Linked DNA regions of Oryctolagus cuniculus: region 2 is linked to region 1. A link is a contact called in public Micro-C data. All regions are on one chromosome and are shown on one strand. The core of a region is the stretch at or near the end of the contact, and the rest is flanking DNA. Distances in the headings are between cores, read along the strand shown.

Region 1 (4,277 bases), core at 691-3,190:
CTCTGAAGAGCACTTGCAAGACTGCTGGGGTCTGGAAGAGGAATCCAGGGCAACCATGACATCAGAGAGCTGTGAGCTGGTGTCGGGGAAGTGAGCCAGCTGAAGGCAAGGAAGCTCTGGCCAGAGACCGGTGTGCCGGCATTTCTGGGCTGCGGCAGCCATGACAAGGTCCAGGGTGTGCCTCGCTGAAGTGGCATTTACATCACTGGAGTTTGAAGGTCAGAGATTCCAAAACCGATAATCCTTAGGAAGAGGTCTAGGGTGCAGAGAACGTTAGGCAGGTTCCAGCCTCAAACAGATCAAAAGGAAGCCGCTCCTTGACCTCCCACCACAGATACATTCTGGGACTTTCAAAGGTCAGACGTTTGGCCAAGTGGTTGAGATGCCAGTTAAGACTATGCATTCCATTTGGGAGTACCTGGGTTCAACTCTTGGCTCCACTCACCACTCCAGCTTCTTGCTCATGTGCACCCGAGGAGACAGCAAGTGATGGCTGTCCACGAGTTGGATCCCAGCCACCTGCATTGAGTTCTCAGCTCTCTTTCTCTCTCTCTCTCTCTGCCTCTGTGTAACTGTGCCTTTCAAGTAAATAAACAAATCTTTAAAAAAATAAAAAAAATTATAAATTAAGTATATCTAAGTCTTAACACATAGCTAACCAAACACCTCTTACCAAAATATAGACCCAGAGCTTCCAAAGAGAAGACCAAGCATTAGACCTAGTCACAGACTGTGAAGCTGGAGCCTGTGTGATAAATGTATGTGTCAGCTACACAATGAGTCTAATCTATTTGTATGATTTAGACTGGGACCCTGTCTCCAATCATTCACTCACTCAACAAACATACATTAAATGCCTTCTTCCTGGGACCAGCACCGTGGCATATCGAGTTAAGCCACTGTCTGAGCGCCAGCATCCCATATGAGCACCAGTTTGGGTCCCAGCTTTTCCACTTCTGATCCAGTTCCCTGATGCCCCAGGAAAGCAGAGGAAGATGGCCCAGGTGGTTGGGCCACTGTATCCATACACCATTATGGCCACTTGGAAAGTGAACCAGCAGATGGAAGATCTCTCTCTGCCTCTCTCTCTGTAACTCTGCCTTTCAAATACAATAAATAATCTTTTTTAAAAAATAAAATCCTTCTTCCTGCAAAGTATTTTGGGGTGTGTGTGAAAGAATGAAACACCCATCCGGTGCAGCTCACAAGGGAAGGAGTCAGATGAGCAAGTCCAGCACAAGACAGTGGGATTGGCTGGACAGGGCAGGGGAAGTGGCACAGAGGAGCTGGCCCGAGAAACAAGTGTCCTCTGGGAAGTGTCAGAAGGGAATGCTGGGAAGGACCCAAGGAAGGCAGGCTGGTGCACGTAGCTCCCGGTCGTGGTCGGGAAACTGGACGCCCTGCCTCGGCAGAGCAGCCTCTGCAGTCGCACAACAATCAGCCACGCCGTCACCCAGTGCAGGTGCCCAGGTCCTGCCGGCTGTTGATCCAGTAGTTCTGTGGTCCAGGAACCTGTCCTCACTGATTCTGAGGAAGGTGGTCCCCAGGCCCGGGCAAGCGCACAGGGTGCTCGCTGGCAGTAAGGATAGGGCTGTGATCGGGGAGCTGTTCTGTGCTAAGGAACCAAGGGCTCAGTTTACAAGCGCCTTCCCAGAAAGTCCAGGCTGAGGCGGTACTGATGGGGTCCTGGGGAGGGAGAGGGTCTCCACTTCCAGGCAAGACACCAGGGGTCTCTTCATACCAAGAGATCACAGCAAGGGCCCTGCAAGTGGTGCCCGCTCATGAGCTGGGGGCTGCCAGGACACCCCCAGGCTCCCAGGAGACAGATTCCCCCAAGAGACGAATGGTGTGGTCCTCATCACAGCCATGGAAGCCACACCCCACCCCAGGGACTGCGTAAATCCAGGCCCAGGACACTGCTGAGTCATCCCACAGGAACCAGCTCGCCACGGCCCCCAGGGCTCTGTTTCACAAGCCGCTGCTGGCTTTCCTGTGGTTTCCAGGCCGAGGAAGGAGAAAGAATAAATATTAACCAAAGGCACAGCAATGGCAAGGTGCCCGGGACCCTTCGTCTCCCCGCCCTCCCTTCACCCCCGCCCCAGAGGCCAGAGGCCAAACAGAGTGCTGGTCTCCCAGGTTCTCTGGGCCACTCCTACAGGAAGAGGGCGGAGGTGGGCGGCGCCCAGGCTGCGGTGGACAGGTGACGGCCTGTCCTCCTGGGGAGGGCCCCGGAGCTGGCCTGACTCCCTCCTGGCGGGGGAGGGGGACTCTCACCAGCCACACAGGCCTCTCAGGATCACAGCCTGGTTGACTGACAGGAGGAGGTGACTGTGCGGAGAACTGTTCCCTTTCTTGGGCTTTGGCTTCCTCCTCTGAAACGATGGAGCTGGATTCCAAGAGCCTCCTCTCCCATGGGCCCAGCTGGCCAGGGCTTCGTACAGGAGGGCCAGGGCTGTGTCCTGAGCACCCTACCGTGTGCAGGAATAACAGCAGCCATGACCATGGGCCAGGCACTGTGCTGTGCTGAGCATTTTACATTTATAATTATCTCATTCACTCATCACAACAACCCCATGAAGTAAGAACTATTATTATCTTTATTCCACAAATAAAAAAAAAAAAATGGAGGCTGGGAGAGATTAAGTAACACGCCCAAGAAAGTGCAGCTGGTCACGCTCCGGGTCAGTCAGCTTGAAGCACTTGGGCTTCCCTCGTGGTCACACTCCACGTGCCAGCTAGCCAGGCCCCTGCTGCGCGGCTGCCAGCCCTCCCTGGGGTTGGGGGTGGGGGATGGGGTAGGCACTGACCAAGTGAAGGAATTACTTGCTGAATGGGAATAATACGGAACCTACTTCAATTGGAAGTTGTAAGAATTAAACGCACGGGCGCTGGGTTCTAGCTCTGGTTGCTCCTCTTCCAGTCCAGCTCTCTGCTGTGGCCCGGGAAGGCAGTGGAGGATGGCCCAAGTGCTTGAGCCCCTGCACCTGCAAGGGAGACTAGGAGGAAGCACCTGGCTCCTGGCTTCGGATGGGCACAGTGCTGGCCGTGGTGACCATTTGGGGGGTGAACCAACAGAAGGATGACCTTTCTCTCTGTCTCTCTCTCTCACTAACTCTATCTGTCAAATAAAAAAAGAAAAAGAATTAAATGCATAATAGGTCTGTAAGTACTTGGAAAAGGCCACTACTAACATTAAGTATTGTTCTTAAATGTTACATAGTAGTTGTCATTTAAAAAAAATTGAGGTAATACTGGGAAGGGCATTTGGCACAGTGGTTCGGATGCCACTTGGGATGCTGGTATCCCGTATCAGAGTGCCTAGATACAGCTTCTTGCTAATGCACACCAAGGGAAGGCAGCAGGTGACGGCTGAAGTACTTGATGCCAAGGCTGACCTCTGTCTGTCTGTCTCCCTCGCTCAGTGTCTCTGCCTTCCAAGTAAAATAAATTCTTTTAAAAAATTAAAAATTGTGGTAACACACTATGTAAAATTAATATTTTAACCACTATTTTTTTAAAGATTCATTTATTTATTTGAAAGTCAGAGTTACACAGAGAAAGGAAAGGCAGAGAGAGGTCTGCCATCCACTGGTTCACTCTCCAGTTGGCCACAACGGCCGGAGCTGCACCGATCTGAAGCCAGGAGCTGGGAGCTTCCTCCAGGTCTCCCACATGGGTGCAGGGTCCAAGGACTTGGGCCATCTTCCACTGCTTTCCCAGGCCATAGCAGAGAGCGGATTGGAAGTGGCGCAGCTGGGTCTCGAACCGGCACCCACATGGGATGCCGGTGCTTCAGGCCAGGGTATTAACCCTCTGCGCCACAGTGCCGGCCCCTTAACCACTATTTTTGAAAGATGTATTTGATTTGAAAGACAGAAAGAGCTCTTCCATAGGCTTGGTTCACTCCTTCAAATGTCAAATGTCAGCAACAGCTCAGGCTGGGCTGGGCTGGGCCAGGCCAAAGCTGAGATCCAGGAACTCCATCTGGTTCTCCCACAACGGTGGGAGGAACCCAGTTATTTGGATCATTGTCTGCTGTCTCCCTAGCACATTAGCAGGATTTTTTAAAAAGATTTATTTATTGAGGCTGGCGCTGTGGTGCAGCGGGTTGATGCCTTGGCCTGAAGTGCCGGCATCCCATGTAGGCGCTGGTTCGAGATCTGGTTGCTCCGCTTCTGATCCAGCTCTCTGCTATGGCCTGGGAAAGCAGTAGAAGATGGCCCAAGTCTTTGGGTCCCTGCACCTGTGTGGGAGACCCGGAGGAAGCTCCTGGCTCC
Region 2 (4,162 bases), core at 889-3,388, 330 kb before region 1:
GGCCAGATGCACAGTTTACATAGTATATTAGAAAGTGATCTTTGAGGAAAAACAAAGCAGAGATGGGGTACAGGGAGTGTTTTCAGGGTTTTAAAATGAGGTGGCCACGGGCGGGCAGTTGGCCTGTGTCCTGCGGGCGGTGCCTGGGCCCCCGGGACTGTGCTCCGGTGTGCCTGGAAGCAGGAGGCAAAAGCCCGTGGGCAGCAGGGGGCGGAGCGGTTCCTGCAGAGCCTTGTGGGACACTGAAGGGGCTCTGGCCTTTCCTGTGATGAGACGGAACAAGCAGAGGGTGTCGAACAAGGCAGCCCCTGGTTTCACGATAGCCCGGGTGCTAGGCTGGGGAGCAGAGAGAACAGGTGTAGGAGAGGAGAGACCACTGCAGCCATCCCAGAAATGAACCAGACTCGAAATTCTTCAGAAAGGATTGATGTGTTTACAAAAAGGGAGGAGAATGTGCCTGTGGAATACAAAAATAGATAATAAATAAATAAATAAATAAAAGGCAAGGAGCTAATTATTTTTTGAATATTTACATTGAGAGAAAAAGAGCAGTTCGGCAGCTACTCTGCTACTGCATGTTCCCAGTGGGTTTGTGAGTTCTGGACAGTTGGGTCTCTAGAAAAAATTTTTTTTTCTGCTAGAAACATGCTGGCAGGGTTTGGTCAGTGTGCTTTAAAATGAGCCTGGGGCAGGTGTTCAGCCTAGTGGTCAGGACCTCGGGGGTCTGGGTGCCTGCACCCCATGTCCAAGTGTCTCAGTCACTGCTTCCAGCCCATCTTCTTTTTAATGCGCGTCCTTGGAGCCAGCAGGTTATGGCTCAGGTACTTTGGTCTCTCACTCAGTTCTCAGCTTTTGGCCTAGGGTTAGCTCAGCCTTGGCCGTGCCAGCCCTTGGGGAGTGAGCCAGCGGATGGGAGCCCCCTCTCTGCCTCTCTGCCTCTGGGGGCGGGAAACCCAGGAACTTTTATGGACCTTTTTAAGATGTCTGCCTCGTGGAGGATGGCCCAAGTGCTTGGGCCCTGCACCCCATGGGAGACCAGAGAAGCACCTGGCTCCTGCCTTCAGATCGGCGGGCCACAGCGCGCCAGCCATGGCGGCCATTGGAGGGTGAACCAACGGCAAAGGGAAGACCTTTTTCTCTCTCTCTCACTGTCCACTCTGCCTGTCAAAAAAAAAAAAAAAAAAAAAAAAAAAAAAATTCCACTCCTTTTCCAAACTTGCCTGATAGCCTGTTAGGAACGCAAGTTCTGGGCGTTTCCTATTTCACATGGATGGGATACAGCGAATACGTGTATACAGTCCTTCCAGCAAGACCACATGGGAATTCTTAGGACCAACAAGTAACGCCCCTAGTCTGGATTCCCGCACACCTGTTGGGGTGGGCAGCCCATCTGGAAAGTGTTGCAGGGCGCCCACAGCGCCGGCAGGTGGCGCCACGTGACCGCAGAGAGCGCGCTGCTCCGCGAAGCGGCGGGCGGTCTGAGAGCCGCTCTGCCTCGGTGCCGGGGCCGCCTGGCTGCCGCTGACTCCCGCAGAGCGGCGCGCACGAGTAGCGGGCGGGTGGGGGCATGGCTGGTGCCCGGTCTTCTTTTTAGGCCATGTGGCGCCTAAGCCGTGCTTAGTCGGCTTCTCGGGGTACCGGGACCGGAGGGTGCAGTCTTTGCGGCCCCCGCATAGAGCTCTACGGAACCGGCAAGGCTGTGCCGCCGAAAGGGCGGCCTCCCGCTGCGGGGCTCTGGCCCCACCCGGCCCAGCCGGGCGCGGGGATCTACTACCGAGCCCCCTCAGGGAGAACCGGACCCTCGGACAGCTCCTTTCCATTGGCAGCCGGGCGGGAGGCCCCGCCCCCTCCCCTACGGTTCTCATCTCTGACTGGTTCTCGCGTCCCGGCCGGCCACGCCTCCTCCCCTCGCACATACACAAGAGTCACGCGCCTTTCAGTAGGAAACTTGTCGTGCTGAGGAGGACCGTGGCCCTCCTCGCCCCACCCACTTACCTTGCTATTGGCCCACAGCACTGCGTGCGGCCACGCCCCCATTCCAGCCCCCTGGCTGTGAGGGCGGGCTCCCGCTCGTGATTGGCTGGCTGACCTGCCTCTCGCGGGAGCGGCGAGCCCGCCCCTCCTTCTCACTCCCGCCCCCCACCCCCCCCTGCCCGCGAGCCTCGGGGTTTCTCCGCTGGCTGCGGCCGAATCAGTGTCAGTCAGGGAGGCGGACTGATAAGCACTGGGCGCTGACGCTCCGCTGCAGTCTCGCCCCGGGGCCGGTGCCTGTGCTCGCGCCGCCGGGTAGAAGGATGAGGCCGCAGCTGGAGCAGCCACCCTATGATTGGCTGTGGCGCTTGTGAACCCGAAGTAAAGATGGCGGGCGGGCAGGCAGCCGCCGCACTGCCCACTTGGAAGATGGCGGCGCGCCGCAGCCCCAGCGCCCGCGACCGGGGGGTCCTGCAGGCGGCGGCGGCGCGGCTGCTGCTGCTGCTGCTGCTGAGCTGCTGCTGCGGCGCGGGCGGCTGCGCCGCGGCCGGCGAGAGCGAGGAGACCGTGATCATCGGGCTGCGGCTGGAGGACACGAACGACGTGTCGTTCATGGAAGGGGGGGCGCTGCGGGTGAGCGAACGCACCCGGGTCAAGCTGCGGGTGTACGGGCAGAACATCAACAACGAGACGTGGTCCCGCATCGCCTTCACCGAGCACGAGCGGCAGCGCCACAGCCCCGGCGAGCGCGGGCTGGGCGGCCCCGCGCCGCCGGAGCCGGACAGCGGCCCCCAGCGCTGCGGCATCCGCACCTCGGACATCATCATCCTGCCGCACATCATCCTCAACCGCCGCACGTCTGGCATCATCGAGATCGAGATCAAGCCGCTGCGCAAGATGGAGAAGAGCAAGTCCTACTACCTGTGCACGTCGCTCTCCACGCCCGCGCTGGGCGCCGGCGGCCCGGGCTCGGCGGGCGGCAAGGGCGGCGGCAAGGGCGGCGCGGGGGTGGCCGGGCTGCCGCCGCCGCCCTGGGCCGAGACCACCTGGATCTACCACGACGGCGAGGACACCAAGATGATCGTGGGCGAGGAGAAGAAGTTCCTGCTGCCCTTCTGGCTGCAGGTGATCTTCATCTCGCTGCTGCTCTGCCTGTCGGGCATGTTCAGCGGCCTCAACCTGGGGCTCATGGCCCTGGACCCCATGGAGCTGCGCATCGTGCAGAACTGCGGCACCGAGAAGGAGAAGAACTACGCCAAGCGCATCGAGCCCGTGCGCCGGCAGGGCAACTACCTGCTGTGCTCGCTGCTGCTGGGCAACGTGCTGGTCAACACCACGCTCACCATCCTGCTGGACGACATCGCCGGCTCGGGCCTCGTGGCCGTGGTGGTCTCCACCATCGGCATCGTCATCTTCGGCGAGATCGTGCCCCAGGCCATCTGCTCCCGGCACGGCCTGGCCGTCGGCGCCAACACCATCTTCCTCACCAAGTTCTTCATGATGATGACCTTCCCGGCCTCGTACCCGGTCAGCAAGCTGCTGGACTGCGTCCTGGGCCAGGAGATCGGCACCGTGTACAACCGGGAGAAGCTGCTGGAGATGCTGCGGGTCACCGACCCCTACAACGACCTGGTGAAAGAGGAGCTGAACATCATCCAGGGCGCGCTGGAGCTGCGCACCAAGACGGTGGAGGACGTGATGACCCCGCTGCGCGACTGCTTCATGATCACCGGAGAGGCCATCCTGGACTTCAACACCATGTCGGAGATCATGGAGAGCGGCTACACGCGCATCCCCGTGTTCGAGGGCGAGCGCTCCAACATCGTGGACCTGCTCTTCGTCAAGGACCTGGCCTTCGTGGATCCGGACGACTGCACTCCGCTGAAAACCATCACCAAGTTTTATAACCACCCCTTGCACTTTGTTTTCAATGACACCAAATTGGACGCTATGCTGGAGGAATTTAAGAAAGGTGGGAGATTCTGGTCTCTTTCCTTGGCTTGCTCCTCTTTCTCTCTCCATCCCCGCCCCCCACCTCCACCCCCAAACACACACACACACACACACACACACACACACTGGCGTCCTCCACCCTCACACCAACCCCCCAAGGCGAGTTGACCGGAATTTCTCCTTCTCTCTTTGTTGCGAAGTTGAAAGGGTGGCGTGGATTGGGGGGACGGATTGAACT

The links. A called contact is a pair of places that touch in the nucleus more often than the background predicts.
Region 2: a Micro-C map of ear pinna shows a contact between it and region 1, with 19 times the contacts expected there. The contact joins the promoter of CNNM2 here to the enhancer-like site in region 1. A contact is called at or near these places in 2 of 6 Hi-C or Micro-C datasets (ear pinna and an unstated tissue).

Annotation. Positions count from the first base shown.
Region 1 is chr15:26,757,359-26,761,635 of mOryCun1.1, reverse strand. All of the region lies in intron 1 of NT5C2 (5'-nucleotidase, cytosolic II), which reads right to left. Among named protein-coding and RNA genes, the nearest start is that of INA, 29 kb to the right of the region's middle. Within about 2 kb of position 1,940, at least 2 of the 8 cell types and tissues checked have an H3K27ac peak or open chromatin away from gene starts, as enhancers often do. A contact at or near this core is called in ear pinna, where this site is marked.
Region 2 is chr15:27,089,322-27,093,483 of mOryCun1.1, reverse strand. CNNM2 (cyclin and CBS domain divalent metal cation transport mediator 2) reads left to right here and starts at 2,138. Exons shown (of 8, transcript XM_008270433.4): 1 at 2,138-3,943. The coding sequence starts at 2,323.